3 separate regions of the Gossypium arboreum genome follow, and all the other regions are linked to region 2. A link is a contact called in public Hi-C data. All regions are on one chromosome and are shown on one strand. The core of a region is the stretch at or near the end of the contact, and the rest is flanking DNA. Distances in the headings are between cores, read along the strand shown. Region 1 holds the start of LOC108486408 (E3 ubiquitin-protein ligase RHF2A-like). Region 2 holds the start of LOC108481609 (putative axial regulator YABBY 2). Region 3 holds the start of LOC108484722 (protein STRICTOSIDINE SYNTHASE-LIKE 3).

Evidence for each region. Hi-C and Micro-C count contacts between places; a contact is called where the count stands out from the background.
Region 1: a contact with region 2 is called in a Hi-C map of leaf, with 4 times the contacts expected there. The contact joins the promoter of LOC108486408 here to the promoter of LOC108481609 in region 2. A contact is called at or near these places in 2 of 5 Hi-C or Micro-C datasets (both in leaf).
Region 3: a contact with region 2 is called in a Hi-C map of leaf, with 3 times the contacts expected there. The contact joins the promoter of LOC108484722 here to the promoter of LOC108481609 in region 2. A contact is called at or near these places in 2 of 5 Hi-C or Micro-C datasets (both in leaf).

What each region holds. Positions count from the first base shown.
Region 1 is chr7:83,629,080-83,631,779 of ASM2569848v2, reverse strand. LOC108486408 (E3 ubiquitin-protein ligase RHF2A-like) reads left to right here and starts at 1,438. Exons shown (of 9, transcript XM_017790457.2): 1 at 1,438-1,729; 2 at 2,091-2,222; 3 at 2,309-2,355. The coding sequence starts at 2,094.
Region 2 is chr7:83,439,532-83,442,231 of ASM2569848v2, reverse strand. It overlaps LOC108481609 (putative axial regulator YABBY 2), which reads left to right and starts at 1,258. Exons shown (of 6, transcript XM_053030435.1): 1 at 1,258-1,780. The coding sequence starts at 1,712.
Region 3 is chr7:83,583,304-83,586,003 of ASM2569848v2, reverse strand. It overlaps LOC108484722 (protein STRICTOSIDINE SYNTHASE-LIKE 3), which reads right to left and starts at 1,392. Exons shown (of 4, transcript XM_017788625.2): 1 at 719-1,392; 2 at 1-264. The coding sequence starts at 1,047.

The DNA.
Region 1 (2,700 bases), core at 189-2,688, 190 kb before region 2:
ATAAGGTGGAGTAAACCTTATTCATTGACGGTAATTTTAAAGAAAATGAAAGAGTTCAAAATTGCTTGAACTCTATCTTGTGATTTAAAATATTTGAAGCTGATCAGATTTTATTCGCCTTCCAAAAATTGAAGAGATAATATTTTGAGATATTTTAATTTTAATTTTGGAGATTTGCCTATCTCATTTTTGAATTGAGATGAAAGTTATTTGGAGACTGCTCTATTTACACAATGAGTGTGCTTTTGGGAGAGTGTTTTATTTGCCATTTTTGTTATCTTTATCATTTTGTTCTTAAACACTCTTTACTTAGTATTTTCTGTGGAGTTAATTTTATTTTTTTTTTGGTAAGAAGAAATTTTGATATTACAATTATCCATTAATGTGATAGCAGAGTAGATTTAACTTAAATCGATTAAGATGTTTTTATATAACAAAATGAATCCCAAAATTGTGTAAATCAAAATTTGCAAAAATTAATTTGATTACATTTAAAATTAATTTCAAGTAACAAAATATCTAAATGATTTATGCAATTTACGACATTCTGGAGGTGGTGATGTCAACCTACTATTCTTGAAGTCGCAACACTTCACTTCTAAAGATATACATGCCATGCGTCACAAGAATAGCTATGGGCAGTGATATATATGAAATGGTAAAATTTACCATTTCCCGATCAGAAATAAGTCGGTAAATTGTGCAGTGAGTAGTGTTGGAACAAAAAAAAAAAAGAAAAAAAGTACACAATAGAGGTGTGTATGGGCCGGGCTACTCGGCTCAGCTTAAAGGCTCGCCTAAAAAATGTGAGGGTTCGGGTAAAAATATAGGCCCGAAATATAGGTTTGAACAAAAAAAGAGGCCCATTTAAAAAACGGGCCGGGCCTCGGATAAATCTTTTTTGGCCGGAGTTTGGCCTGGCCCGGCCCGGCCCGAATTATATACTAAATATATATATTTTTTATTTTAATTATATTTCTATTTTATTTTCAATTTTAATATAATCACTTTTATTATATTTTCAATTTGTGTATTGTTTTAAGAATTATTTTAGTCTAATTTTTATTTGTTTCTTGTTTTAATTATTGTTTTTATGTTTTTAAATATATTTTATTTATTATATTTTAAAATTTTTATTTAATGAAATAAGCTAAAAAAATTTAATATAGACCGAGTCGGGCTTGAACTTAACAATTTTATTTTAAGTCAAGTTTAGGCAAATTTTTATGCCTATTTTTCAGGTCCAGACTAAGTTCAAACCTAGAAAATAGGCCTAAAATTTTATCTGAGCCTGATTCGACCTAACCCGGCCCATGCACACCTCTCTAGTACACAGGTAAGGAAAGAATCGTCAAAGATATTATAGTATAATTTCCTCGTGTCAAAAATATAGATGTTAATATGTTATGAACACGACAATATTAAAGGAGAAAAAATAAGTAGGAATTGTGGCATAAAAATATAAAAAATAATGGAAAACAACAAAATACGATGACCGACCCAGCTTTCGGTCCTTTACCTTTACCTTTACATTGTGCCCAACTCCATCTCTTTCTTTACCACCCCGCTCTGTTAATATCCAAATACCAAAACAATCCCAAATTCAAAAAAATAAAAAATAAAAAATCTAGGGTTTTCTTCTAAAAGGCTTCTTTGTTTTGTTGATCAAGATATTGGTTGATAATTAGCAGGTTTTCTTTACTTATAAACTCTCAACCCTCAAGTGGTGGTAAAGTAAATGATATGTGTTTCTTTGATTTTGTTTTCTGGGGGAGTTTGGTTGGTCAGAGTTTTACTAGTTGGTTAATATTTATTGTGGATTTTGGAGATTCTTCTCTTGTATTTAAAACAAAAATATCAAATTATTATATATTTTTACGGCTTAACTTTTATTGATCTTTTGTCTAAGTGAACTGATTTATGCATCTCATCAGTGTAGTATCAGTGTCTTCAGTGTTGACTATATATGTTTCCAAGGTTTAGTCTTTATCAAGATGCTAATTTCTATTCTGGTCACTGTTGGCTCCATTTTGTACCTAGGACTTATGTTCATTATAAAAAATGGGAAACTTCGGTGTTTGGCCCTGCAGGACATGGAAGATACCAAGTCTGAGGCGCATATAACCTCTGCTGCAGCTTTTGTGGAAGGGGGAATTCAGGATGCTTGTGATGATGCCTGCAGTATATGCCTTGAAGCATTCTGTGAAAGTGATCCATCCACGGTATGTATGTCTTAAATTTTTTATTCCTATTTGTTTGATATGTGAATGGACATTTCTTTGATACTTATTCGCTGCATCCCTTACAGGTGACCTGCTGCAAGCACGAGTTTCATCTTCAGTGCATTCTTGAATGGTAATCTATATCCATTTTATGAGATTCATCGTAGATGCCTTGCTGGTGTACTTTCAAGCGAACTTGAACTTGACTATACTTTTGTAAATCAGTCTGGGCTAGGAAAATTCTCTAATTGATTAGACTCATAAAACCAGTCCTTTGTCAATGGGGATTAATGTAGCTTCTGTTCTTCTCTTATTGTTTAGAACTTTGGGCTTCTCTTCCCTATTCTTAAAATAGGGAGAGTCACAAATTATAACAGAATAGTATAGATATGTACTTACGATGCTTAAGTGGAATCAAGCTGCATTCTACTCTAGCGAGCAGTCAGATCTGAAGCAGTACTACAGCATCACTATAAAC
Region 2 (2,700 bases), core at 9-2,508:
ACAAATTTATTTTAAAAAACTAAACCCTAATCCCTAATTTAATGAATTAACCCTAATACACTCTAATTTAGTATTTAGTATTTAAAGTTAATAGTTAATTTAATGAATTAATCTTAAAACCCTAAATCCTAATTCAATTAGTTTTTTCTCGAAACCCTAAACTTAACATAGCGCAAGTATGTATATATGCTGCAATCATATTATCTTTGAGAATTTTTTTCTTGTATGTATCAATTAACCCTAAATTTAATCAATTAACCCTAAACCCTAAATCAATCCATAATTTAATCAATTAACCCTAATACCCTAAACTCTATTTTAATATTTAGTATTTAAAATTAATAGTTAATTTATACCCCAATTCAATTAATTTTTTTTCCTAAAACCCTTAAACCTTAAAACTCAAAAAAACCTAAACCCTTACAAAACCCTAACCTTAAACTATAAAAACCCTAACCCTAAATCAATTAAATAATAAAACCCTAACCCTAAAAAAAGGCAAAACTCTTCCCTAGGGGAGCGCTTTGTCCACGTCAACAAAGCGCACCCTCAAGGACGCGCTTTTTGTTGATGTGGACAAAGCGCTTCCCCAGGGAAGCGTTTTGTTGACATGTACTCCGAAATCGCGCTTACGTGGACGCGTTTTCGTGGAAAACAGCCTAATCCGGTAAATAACGCAATAAACAGCCCATTTCCGTAATTATATTATTTAAAGGACATTTTTGGGTAAAACGCCCATTATTTTTAATATTAAATTTATTTAACATTTAAAAGTATATACTACTTTTATAAATAAAAATTAAGTATTACCTACTTTTGAAGACTATTTATCTTTACGATTATTTTGAGATTTTTTATATTATTCATATCGTGTTTGGAATTTTTGTGATTACTCCTCCCAACAATGTTATTTTTAAAGTTCAAACCTAGATTCTCCCTTACAAATATAATTTATCTTATCATTGCACCTAACCATTTATTAATTATTTTTAAACTTTTTTATATATTTAATATATTCATTTTACAATTCATATTTAAGATTTATGCTTATCCCTCCCAACAATATCATCTCTAAAATTAGAAGCTATATCTTTTCTTTGAAAATACAAATTACCTTACAATTGCAATCATCCTCTTATTAATTATTTTCAAGTTTATTTTCGTACTTTGAATTAAAACTCGAAATTGAAGATAATACCCATTTTCTTGTATACTTCGGCTTAAAACATTCGGAAGCATTAATATATCCCCGCCCCCGCCCTCGCCCTCGCCAACCCCCCCTTCGTCCGCTACTCAAAGCAGGACGATTTTCACCCACTCATTCCATCAATCATAACACCCCCTTTCTCTCTCTCTCTCTTCCTTTCCTTTCTTTGCCGTTCTTTCCATTTCCTTCCCACCATATTTACTTCACTACTTTCTTCCTAATTTCTCTCTCCCGATTGGACTGGACTTGTCATATCATATTTTTTGTACACTTCTCAAATCCCTCTGTCTCCTATAATTGATTCATATAAAATACAAGCAATACCCAATAATTTTCTTGTTCTTTGTCGTCCTACCATCTTCCCTTTCTTGTTACTATTCTTCTCCTCTTCAACCTTGATCCATTTATGCTACTCTTTCTTTTTCTTTTCCTTCATTTGTTGTTGAGGAACATTATATAGTTAGGAGAAAAAAGGTATTGAGAAACCAAAAGAGAGGGGAAAAAATGTCAATGGACTTGACATCTGAACGTGTTTGGTATGTTCACTGCAACTTCTGCAACACCATTTTAGCGGTACTGCACTGAATTCCATTACAATATATTTCTTTCTTTCTTCACCTCTCAACGTGTTTGTTATGTTCACTTTATTTATTTATTTTAAATGTCTTTCCTTTCTGTAAAAGTGAGTTGAATTTGCCATGACTGGCTTGTTTCTGTTTGTTGAAATAGTTTTCGTTATTTTCTCGAAGAACAAAGTGGGAGATTTTTCTTGATTTAACCTGGAAAATGTCCCAAAAAATCCACGTTACCTACATGATTCATGGTTGATGGATCGTGAGATTTTTCTTGATTTTAACTTGGAAAATGACTAAAAGCAACGATCTAGAATTCCCATCTAAAACAAGCACAAGTGTTGTATTTGGAGCGAAGCGAAAGCATTCTGGACGGCCCTTTCAAAGTTTGATCTCTCATGAGCAAGTAAATGAAAGCTTGGGCAAGTGAGTGATAAAACTTTCCCGAGATAGATAGAGGTAGGCTAGGCCTAGGGTTCTTCCAGGTCAATGTACAAGTCAAAAAATAGACGAGTTTCTTTCATTTTCTGCATTTCAACCTCATGGTTATGGTATTTCATGTCCGATTTACTAGAGTCATCTCTAAATGCAAGTTCATGGTTATGTTTTCTGGTCAAAGCTGGAAATTAAAATAATGGTTTTTCAAAGATCTTTTCCTCTTTAAGGCAGTGTTGCTTTTGTTTTCTAACCAAGCACTGGAACAACGCACTTTATTTATGATCGATATTCGATGATATCATCATCAACTTCTTTATTATATAATCGGTTGCATAGGTTGGGGTCGGTCTGACCTTTTAAGTACAAAAAGGGTTTTTTTCTTTCCTTATACAAAGAGGTTGTGGAGAGAGAGCTTGGCCAAGAGAGAAATCATGGGGTACCCCTAAACTATTTTTTTCTTCATTCATATATAAACATGCCTCT
Region 3 (2,700 bases), core at 143-2,642, 140 kb before region 2:
TTGCTGCTGCTATCAGTAAAATATACGATTCCTTCGTCATCAATGTCAAGGTCATTGGTAAACCTCAGGGGCACCCCATTTGCCTCTGTTACAAGTGATGTCGCTAATCCGCCTTCCGGACCAACCTTCAGCAACCCCAAATATGCATCGGCAATGTACAAATCACCAGTTTTCTTATCAAATCGAAGGCCCAAAGGCCTGCCACAGATATGCTCATTTGGTAGGTAACTCAGAGGTGATGGCTTTGGATTACAAAGTTCTGACCTGAAATCAGAATTAAATATGGTGAATGATTTTCCCAGAACTCCCCAACAAGATCTTAAGAAAAAACACGTAGCAAAGCGGATAACCCAGCCAACTTTCTAGTGTCATTAATGGATATAAAATATATGCCATGCGGCTAACACTTCTAAGCTTCTAAACCCATAATTTACCGACATCGAGTAAACAAAGACTGGAAAGCTCAAAGAATCACTGTTTCTTCTCTTTTGTATTGAAGTAGCACACTTCTTTAGCGATATAAATCATTTGACTGGTTTTTTAAATTCAGTGTTGAACCATTTTCTACAAACCCAAGTAACCTCTTTACTACAGAAAACAATCATGACGATTAACTGAACAAATGGAAAGTTAAAAAATTCCCAGGCTGATGATACTTGACACTTTGTTCATAGAAATTTCTACCAATCTGCATCAAAAAACGAACTTGAAAACTCACCTATTGCTGGAAGTATGAGCAAAATCATTCCACTTTTCACCATCCCAGAAGACAATGCGACCATCAGCAACACCAGTGTAAGGACCACGGCCAAGAGGGTCAAATGCAATGCTCTCAGGGCCTTGAACCTGGTTCAGGAACTTAATCTCCGATTTCTGAAGCAAATTATCCTTGTCCCTAACCGTTGGAACCATTTCCCATGGAGGCATATCCACCTTGTAAGCCTCAAAGTCGGGGAATTCAGAGATTGCACTGTGCTTAAAAGGGTCTGTCCCACAGTATAGTGCCAGCAGCAGAAACAGAATGCCAAGAATTCCCACTGGCGTCATCGCTACAAAATTTGAGAAAAAACAAGAAAAAGACCAAATCCTGGAGCCCAAAATGTTAACTTTTTCAGCTTAAGTTTAAACCTCTTACTGGCAAAAAGGAAAAATAAAAAAACTTCAACCTTTATTGATTTGAAATTTGGGTGCCCAAAAATCTAAGCCTTTTTACCGAGGAAGAAAGGAACAACACAACCCTTTTGTTTGTTTGTGTTAAAGGTTGACAGAGTCCTTTATCTTAGGTGGAACTCAGTTTTGCTGGCTGTCTGGATCTTGGTAGAAACTGACATTAATGCCAATGTTGGGGTACTTAAAGGTTTGGTTTCAACTTTTAATTTTCAAGTGTGTTTCAAGACGGATGGTACCGACATTCATTTGTTTATTTTTAGGCTCATTTGTATGTTGGTTAATATTAAGAAGTTCAGGTGAATTACCCAAAAAGTAATTTTTTTTTGAAATTATCGAATTAGGCGATTTTTTTTTTCAAATTTACCAGATTAGGCCGATTTTAAAAAGAAAAGAAAATTTATCTGGCTGGACGCCTTTTCAACAGATTTGGCATGAAAACAGTTCCAGCTAAATGCGCTTTCCTGCTCAATCAGCATAGGCAAATTTTTACCTGCAATGGCTACCCAACTGGTTGAATTCTAAAGGCAAATTTTCCTCTATTTAAACCCCAAATTTCCCACTTTTTCAATTCACTCTTAGCTGTCTTTCAATTCATTCAATCCTCCTTCAAGTCTTTCTTAATTCTTACTCAATTCTCTCAATTCACTCTCATTTTTTAATTAAAATTGTATTAAGTTTTTTAATTAATTTTTATTACAATTTTTATTCATATTTATTGAAACTAGTAATGAAAAATTCTCTTATTCGTTTGGATGGCAAGTACATTTCAACCGTTCAATTGCAAATGGTAAGATTTTTTTTAATCTGATTTAATTTAATTATTTTGTTGCTATATTGAAATTTAAGATTTTTTTATTTTTTATTATAATTAGCCGGAAGATCAGATTTGGAGTGCTCCTCCATTGTCTTTAATAGAACCATACTTAAGAGATGTGAGATTTTTGCACTTGGCCCGTATGGGTAGGGGGTGTAAATTGGACCCTACACATGTAAACGCGTTGGTGGAAATATGGAGACCCGAGACACGTTTCCGTTTTCCATGCGAAGGGTGTACTATCACACTTGAGGATGTGCAGTTACAGCTTAGGTTACCGGTGGATGGGCCGATAGGGATTGGGTCAGTTGTCGCTGCCGATTGGAGAGATGTATGTGAACAACTTTTAATGAGGGTTCTGGACAAGATTTTTGGAGCCCGGATAGATATGAATTGGTTGAAAAGAAATATTGTTGAGCTCAATGCGGAATCGAGGGAAGTTGAAAGAGAACAACATGCTCGAGCATACATCTTTAGGATTATTGAGGGTCTATTAATGCTCGATAAATCACGAAATCTTGTCCATTTAAGATGGCTGCTAAAATTCGTGGACTTTAGAGAAATGAGCCGACATAGTTGGAGGAAAACACGTCTAGTTAGATGCGCTTTCCTTCTCTCTCCAAAATAGGCCTAATTTGATAATATTGGTAAAAAATAAGCATATTTGGGTAATTCACCCAATTTGTTCTTCATCAACCGTCTTCATTAATAAAAAA